3 separate regions of the Sus scrofa genome follow, and all the other regions are linked to region 3. The links are chromatin contacts, called in public Hi-C and HiChIP or PLAC-seq maps. All regions are on one chromosome and are shown on one strand. The core of a region is the stretch at or near the end of the contact, and the rest is flanking DNA. Distances in the headings are between cores, read along the strand shown.

Region 1 (2,700 bases), core at 3-2,502, 300 kb after region 3:
TTGATTTAATAAACTGCGAGATGATAACCACCATAGTGCTTATCCTGTCACGTGGTAGCTGCACAAATTCTGCCCTATCATCTTGTAAATTAAATTTACATATGACTTCTACATTTTTTTGGTTCATTGTATCTGACTCTAAAAAATACATTAAAATTCAGGAGTTCCCATCGTGGCGCAGTGGTTAACGAATCCGACTAGGAACCATGAGGCTGCGGGTTCGGTCCCTGCCCTTGCTCAGTGGGTTAGCGATCTGGCGTTGCCGTGAGCTGTGGTGTAGGCTGCAGACGCGGCTCAGATCCCGCGTTGCTGTGGCTCTGGCGTAAGCCAGTGGCTACAGCTCCGATTCGACCCCTAGCCTGGGAACGTCCATATGCCTCGAAAGCGGCCCAAAGAAATAGCAAAAAAAAAAAAAAAAAGACCAAAAAAAAAAAAAAATACATTAAAATTCAAAAACTTTCACGAATTACTCTGTCTACAAAGTTCTGACTCCTTCATCTGAAATTTCAAATTCCTCTATATACTGATGACTTTTCAGTCTTTGTAATCCTAACTCCCACTTCTGTCTTCAGTGGAAACCCAAAAAACCCCAAACAAAACAAAACAAAACAAAACAAAAGCCCCAACAGATCCTAATTTTACTAAATTGCCTTTACAAGAAAATAAAGGAAAGAAAATTGACCTTTCCTCTTACTCTTTATTTGAAAGTAAATGGGGGAGGATGTTGAATTGCCTACCACATGTTTTTCTAAGATGAATCAGAGCAGGATGAGATGCCTGCTTAGTCTTTGGCTATAGTGAATATGTGTCTGTGATAACAGTTCTCAAAAAAGAACACATTTCTCCCAAGTTTTTATCTAGCTGGCATTATGATTAGAACTTTCTTTCAGTAAAAAAATGGCTAAAGTCAAGTATAGGGGATGCTAGATGTTAGTTTGTGCCCACCAAAGCACAGTGAGATAAATGACCCAAATTGAGCCCCGAGTCTACAGGCACAGACTATCAGTTTCACACTTACTCATAGTCAACTTCACACTTAGATGCCACTGAAACAACAGGGCCAAATGTTCCTGGAAAATGGGACTTCTTAGACATTCACAGACATTTGGTGTGAATACCTGAGCCCCATGCTCGGGTGGAGATCTCAGCAACAAGATTGATGGGCAGCTTCCAGGGGAAAAAATGAGGGAGGAGCAGGATGTGGTCTTGGTGATTCAGAAGCGCCCCCCCCTTCTCCACCACGAGTTTGAGTCAGCATGCAGCCACATGGCCCCACATGGTACAGTGATGGCTCTCAATGAGCTGTCATCCCAGGTCCTCTCCACTTGCCTTTGTTAAAGCACTTGGTGATTTCAGAAGCCCAATTTGCATATGGGTAGTTTTATTCTGTCTTTCTAAATTAGTCAAGCAGCAAATGGTTAAAGCATTCTGATCTACAGGATATGGGGGCATGAAGTGTTGCTGGACATTTTAATACTTGCTGGCCTCACCTTGTTCTTAAAGTGATGAAGTAACAGCATGGATCTGGAGGTGACCAAGAAGAGTAGTAGAGCTCCTAGATGTTAGAGGCAAGGGGACTGGGTTCAAATCCATGCTCATCACTCTGAACTTGTGATTTTCAGAGTAAGCACAAATCACCCCTTTTTGGCCCCAGGGCATGCACAGTATACTCTTAATGTGATTGGTGCAGTGGGAAACTAGGGTCACCCTTGCAGTGCAACAGTGGTGACAGTTCCCACTAGCTCCAGCCAAGTGGTGGCAGTTCTGCTGGTGCCTGTGTCTGGGTCCCAGAGCTGTCAGAGGGGTCAACCTGACCAGTGTTTGGTATAAACTTGATTTGGAGAACTGCTCATGACTGCAGAGTCCTCAATGAGCCATGCTGGCAATTCTGGGAGTTTTACAATGACTTTTCAGCACATTGCTTTTTGCTTAAACCAAACTTTTGGTTTCTTTTAAATGTAACAAAGGATACTGACTAATACAATGACCTTGGGAAAATTCATTAAGTTTTCTCAACCAATTTTCTCATCTGTAAAGTAGTTTAATAATATTTACCTCTTAAGGTTAGCGGGAAACTTAAATGTTACTGCATGCAAGCACTCATCATGGTGCTGGTCCACAGTAAGGGCCCCTGAGATATTAGCTATTACAGGAAGATTGGACTGCTTATAGTAAGAGTGAATCTTGGTATAAGAAGGTCCTCACATTTATTTATCTTAGAGTTAGGAAAGATAGATAGCTACTAATTGCTGAGTCATGGGGTAGGCATGGGCTTAATTTAACTGGCAACAAAATTTCCAAAGTAGTTTCACTAACTGATACTCTCAAGCATTCTATGAGTTTCTGTCCCTCTACATCCTAACACTTGTATTGCTGACTTTTTAAATTTTAGCCACTCTGGGGTGTGTGTCAAGATATTCTGTAAAGTTTTCAACTTGCATTTTACTGATAACTAATCATGTTGACATGTTTTCATGTTCACTCGCCATTTGGATAGCCTCTTTTATAAGAATCCTATTCACGTTTTTTACCCTTTCTTTAAAAAAACTGAGTTTTTCTTATTGATTTATAAGAAATCTGTACACACTCTAGATCAGACTTACTTCTTTTACTTAGTAATATGCATTTAAGTTCCTCTATGACTTTTTATGGCTTGATAAATTATTTCTTTTTTAGCACTGAATAATATTCCATTGTACC
Region 2 (2,700 bases), core at 85-2,584, 460 kb after region 3:
TCATTTGAATGCTACTTTCCATTTTTTCTAAGATGGTAAAAACAGGTTGAATCTTCCTATGGCTATTTATAGCCAATACACAGTTAGTCTTCTGGACACAGGAGGTTCTCTGAAGAGCTAATTCCACTCAGAACTTGGCTTATGCCCTTATGAGCATTAGATACAACACTGCCATCTCTCCACCCTAGAAGGCCTAATTTTCCCACAGGGATTAGGCATATTTGGACAACAGAGTCTTAATACTATAGAATGTCAAAAAAAAAAAAAAAAAAAAAGGTTAGTTAGACTCAGAACATACAGCTATGTTTCATTTACCCAAGGGTTACTCAGCTTTAAGCAGAGACTTTGACTTTTCTTTAAAAAACTTCTTCCCTCTTATTACATGTCTGTTTTTTAAGAGTCTTTTCGGAAACTTTAAGTACTCTTCACATGATTTAAAAATCCTACACTGGGTGTGTATTTCCTATCATAGGTATTTCCAAACTAATATACCAGTTATCACTTCAGAGTGATACCAATCTTACTGTTAAGTTTAAATTTCTCTTTGTTCATATAGTCATGTGTTTGGAGGGAGTATTGGGAGTTTTGCTAATATTGGAAAACAGAATGATTGTTCCCTAAAGGATCTGCTGATCCAAAGGGTCCGTATTTATCCATCCCTCAGGGGATACTGTAATGTGGCTTCATAGTGCTCAGTAGAAGCCAACGATGTTTAAAGTTATCTGGCTCTTAGATCATTTATGTATATTTGGTGTTCAGGAATGCTATTTATTTTCTCAAGTAAAAATGAAAACAATAAAACATTTCAAATTGTTGGAGGAAACCTTCTGGAGTATAATTTTTTTTCAGTTTGTACTTAACTTGGGCATACTTAGGTTTCCAACTACTGGGGAAATACTATTTTTATTTAAAAATCATATAAACTGATATACTGCAACATATGTACATGTGAAGATGAGTATTGGAAAAGGGGTAAACAATACAGTTTGAGAAAACTAAGGTTATGTGTTTAAGAGAAGGGGCTTGAATTGGTGGATCAGTGAAATTTCCTTAACCAAAGACTGAAATGAAGCTGTAAAGCTACTATTTATTTAAATTCAAGAAGGCCTTGGCAAACTTGGTAAAGCACACCCATCTTAGATCAATAAAGCAATGTTGATTTAGTGCTTCATAAATTGCCTCTCATGACTGAATAAACAAAATATGGTATATCCATACAATGGAATTTTATTTGACAGTAAAAGGAAATGAAGTCATGATTCATACAGCATGGATGAACCTGAAAATGTTATGCAAAGTGAAAGAAGCCATTTCCAAATGAACACATATTGTGTGATTTCATTTCTATGGAATGTCCAGAATAGGCAATTCCCTAGAGACAGCAGACGAGTTTCAGAGGCTGGGGGAAGTGGTAAATGGTGACCGACTGCTAATGGGTATAGGTTTCTTTGGGGGTGATGAGAATGTTCTAAAATTGATTGTGCTGATGTTTACACAGCTCTGTGGATATATCAAAAACCTACTGAATTGTATACTTTAAAAGAGATAATTTTATGGTATGTGAATTATCTCAATAAACTGTCTTCTAATAAGAGCCAAGTGCCAGTTATGTATAATGTATGCTACTTAATTTAATCCTCATCAGGTATTTGCCAACCAAGTTTATCTTCATCTTACAAACGAGGGAACAGGGTTCTAACTTACCTGTGGATACTCACTCCATGGATGAGTTAGGCTTGCGTTGTAAGCCTATTTTCTAAGTATAAGCTTTTCCCATTGGCTGTCTTGGTTAACCCTGTTTCCAGGGTTTTCTACTACAGGTCTTCAGTGAGCAGGACTCATGGGGCCTCACCATCTCTTCCTACGCCTTCCCCCGCTCCCCATCGGAGAAGGCGGCATGTGGAAGTTCCAGGCCCAGGGATCCAACCTGCCCCACAGCAGTCACTTGAGCAGCTGCAGTGACAACTCTGGATCCTTAACCCGCTGCACCACAAGGGAACTCCACCCTCTGCTGTTTTAACTGCTTTGGCTGTTCCGCAAACAGATTCTCCTCAGGAGATGCTCATATTCTCCACAGACTTGCTCTGCCAAGGTCTGAGGCAATATCTTAGCCAGAGTCTTCTCTCAGTAACCTACCCACTTGCTCCTCGGGGACCTCAGACTATAAAAAAAAAGCTCTAGATTTTCTCTCCTGTTTGAGACAGTGATCACAGCAATTGCCGCGAGTCTGGCACTCCAAAAGCAGGTGAAGGATTTCCTGCCTGTTGGCTACTACACGCCCAGAGACATCGTGCGTCTCCGCGCGCATGCATGCGCGTGTGTCGCCTGGGAGACTAGTTCCCCTTGCATCCTCATTTGTCCTTTGAATCCTTCCAGGGATTCTATCCAGGGAGATTCTATCCAGGGAGATTAAAAGCACACTTGTCAAACAGGGCCAGTGACATCTGACTTCCCCAATTCTGTATTTTTATCTCTACCATATTTCAGAGGTTTCCCCATTGTTCAAGGTTGAAGACCCTTTATAAATTTCTCAGCCGCTCATTCCTGTGATGGCAGGTGAGAAGATACATAATGATTTCAAGGTACTATATATTTGGTAATATTTTCACATGGATTTTGCACTCTGTCAGTTATACCAGGAATTCCTGTTGTGGCGCAGCAGGAACAAATCCTACTAGGAACCATGAGGTTGCAGGTTCA
Region 3 (2,700 bases), core at 87-2,586:
TGTTGACATGCTGGGAGAGACATATTACTGAGATAAAGACAGACTCTGAGACATTTTTACCGGAACAAATGAATGAAAATGACAACTCAAGCAACACACATGTGTTTAAGGGAAAGATCTAGAAAAAGAAGAAAAAGAAGAAAACAAAAATATTACCATTAATTATTAAAGGAAATAAATGTGTTTAAGTATTTGGATAGAATGGGTCAGGCAGAAGAACAGAAGAATGCTTATAAATAACTTTAAAAACTGTCTTTCATCATATTTGCCTTTTAGCCATTTTTGGGGTCCTTTTAGAGCCTCATCTGTAACATATGGAAGTTTCCAGTCTAGGGGTCAAATTGGAGCCATAACCGCTGGCCTACACCACAGTAACTTGGGGTCTGAGCTGCATCTGTGATTTACACCGCAGCGTGCAGCAACATGGGATCCTTGACCCACTGAGCGAGGCCAGGGATTGAACCTACATCCTCATGGATACTAGTCAGGTTCTTAACCTACTGAGCCACAATGGGAACTCCCTTGTAGCCATTTTTACATCAATATCTGTGCATATTATCCCCAGTCACCTAGAAATTGATTATGACTACTCAGTAAGAACTTAAAATCTTTATTTGCAGTTCTGAATATATTTATGTTAAGTTAAATCTGGAAATATGGGCCAAAAGCCCACGAAGCCCAAAAGCCCTCAGAAAAACAGTGTCCCGGTATGTACAGACATGTGCGATGTATACATACATACATATATATACCTGTTTATATAAATAACTTTATAAGTATTTTTAAATCAACCCCCTCCTCTGACCTGCAAAACTACCTCCTGAGACATATAGGTCAGGTATTATTATTTATTTTATAGATGGGAAAACTGAGGATGAGGAATAAAATGAACTGCCAAAGTCATACGCAGGGAGTTCGGCCCAGAGCCGGGAGTGAACTTATTCTAAATCCAGTATTTTGTTTCCATTTAACTATGACTCTGCTCTCAAAAATGCTCTCAAATGTCACAGGCTAAAAACATTCAGTTTCACTTTCAAAGGACTTGCTGTTCTTTGAAAGTATAAATCTTCCTAAAAACAGAAATATTTTTCCCCTTAAGAGAATGTGAATATGGCTCTCCTTTAAAAAATATCCAGTTTACTACCCAGTGTGAACTTTTACAGCCTAGATATGAGGGTTGTGGAATTCTGATAGGTCCATTAAAAAGCACTTGCCTCCAATTTCAGTATTTGGACAGCTGAATATAAGCCTTAAAAGCTGACATTTGTACTGGAAAGACTGACAGAGCATAAAACCTATAAATGGCGTGATGACTGGGACGGAAATCATCTTCAAGTACTTCAGAAGTGACACTAGGGTGCAGCATTGTCCCTGTTCTCTATGCCAAAGTAATGCATTCAGAGAAAACAACATCATTTCAATGAATCAATGCCAGAAACTAAAAAGTACAATCTCAAGGCACAAAACATATTGAACTTCATGGCTTCTTTTCTGCTGGCACCCTAAGATCTCTGTCAGGCCTTTGCCAGCAGAAAAAGTGGCATTCTCTTGGAAGCAAGTCAAACATGTTTGTCAAAGGTTCCTTCTGGTTCATCGCACGGGCTCACGTACTAAGGGGCACCAGCAATGTCACTGGTGCCAAAAGTGGACAGATGGCCCAGGTGGCGTCAGCAAGGAAAAGCAGGGGAAGGACTGGTGTCTGACAAGCTGGTTTCAGTTGAGATTGCTTTTACTTTTAACGAGAGGGTCACCAGTATGTCTGCCTCTTGGTAGTTCCTTCGTCACGATCACATGCATACAAAATATATTTCATCGGGGTAGGGAAGATGGGAGTTCATCATGGATTGCTTTGACATCCAGAAGCAGTAATGTGGAAGTCTGGTTCTGAATTTGTCCATCTTACAGACCGGGCATAGCAGCGGGAGGAGCAGCAGCCATGGCAGCTGCCGGGGACCCGGGAAGCCCCCAGACAATACAACGAACAAATGGTTTTCTGGCCTTAAAGCCACTGGCTTCTGACTCAGCAGTGACACGGGCATTAATAGAGGCCTCTTGGAACTACTTCCAGTCACCAAAAGAACAAAGTCAGGTTCCAGTTTTATTCCAACTATTTTAAGCGATTCTGCATGGGAAGATAGTGTTATGATGTGATTTTTTCCTTTAGGGACATTTTTCATCAGTTTTTCAGACTGAAAATGTAGAAATGACTGGGATACCATAAAATGGTACAGACCAATGATCAGGGCTATTTTTGGCTCTAGAACTCCCACTTTCTTCCTACTCCACCCCAATTCTGATGGGGCTTGGCAAACACATGGATCCCAAAAGGATGTCATACTGCATGCTTTGTGAAAAGAAAAGCCTTTTCTTAACGTTCAAGACATGAAAGCATCCATACCTCACATGCTCAGACATGTAGATACTAATGGAACGCTGAAACGTAGCAAGGAGCTGCGTCACAGACAAGTGGAACCAAAGAATTCGAGCAAAAGAAGGGACCTTCAAGTTTCATTTCTCAGGCAAAGAAGTTAAGGGATGGAAAAAACAATTAATGATGAATTATAATAAGAGCCAACATTTTAAAAGCATTAACTATGTACCAGGCCCTGTGTAAGCCCTTTACACAGGGAGTTTGAAATGACCTTTTCAAGACTACGTTGTTATTTAGCAGTAGACAAACGTTTGGAATCTAGGGTTCTC

What was found. Hi-C and Micro-C count contacts between places; a contact is called where the count stands out from the background. HiChIP or PLAC-seq counts read pairs in DNA pulled down with a chosen protein or histone mark.
Region 1: a contact with region 3 is called in a Hi-C map of embryonic fibroblasts, with 1.8 times the contacts expected there. The contact joins two enhancer-like sites. A contact is called at or near these places in 1 of 47 Hi-C or Micro-C datasets (embryonic fibroblasts) and 1 of 2 datasets of contacts at active chromatin or transcription factors (alveolar macrophages).
Region 2: an H3K27ac HiChIP or PLAC-seq map of alveolar macrophages shows a contact between it and region 3, with 9 times the contacts expected there. The contact joins two enhancer-like sites. A contact is called at or near these places in 2 of 2 datasets of contacts at active chromatin or transcription factors (alveolar macrophages and skeletal muscle).

Annotation. Positions count from the first base shown.
Region 1 is chr9:72,824,534-72,827,233 of Sscrofa11.1, forward strand. All of the region lies in intron 2 of LOC102161391 (a long non-coding RNA gene), which reads right to left. Among named protein-coding and RNA genes, the nearest start is that of CDK6, 60 kb to the left of the region's middle. Within about 2 kb of position 1,253, at least 15 of the 83 cell types and tissues checked have an H3K27ac peak or open chromatin away from gene starts, as enhancers often do. A contact at or near this core is called in alveolar macrophages and embryonic fibroblasts, where this site is marked.
Region 2 is chr9:72,993,312-72,996,011 of Sscrofa11.1, forward strand. All of the region lies in intron 2 of LOC100519098 (sterile alpha motif domain-containing protein 9), which reads right to left. Among named protein-coding and RNA genes, the nearest start is that of HEPACAM2, 80 kb to the right of the region's middle. Within about 2 kb of position 1,335, at least 6 of the 83 cell types and tissues checked have an H3K27ac peak or open chromatin away from gene starts, as enhancers often do. A contact at or near this core is called in alveolar macrophages, where this site is marked.
Region 3 is chr9:72,528,540-72,531,239 of Sscrofa11.1, forward strand. All of the region lies in intron 6 of CDK6 (a long non-coding RNA gene), which reads right to left. Among named protein-coding and RNA genes, the nearest start is that of FAM133B, 26 kb to the left of the region's middle. Within about 2 kb of position 1,337, at least 32 of the 83 cell types and tissues checked have an H3K27ac peak or open chromatin away from gene starts, as enhancers often do. A contact at or near this core is called in alveolar macrophages and embryonic fibroblasts, where this site is marked.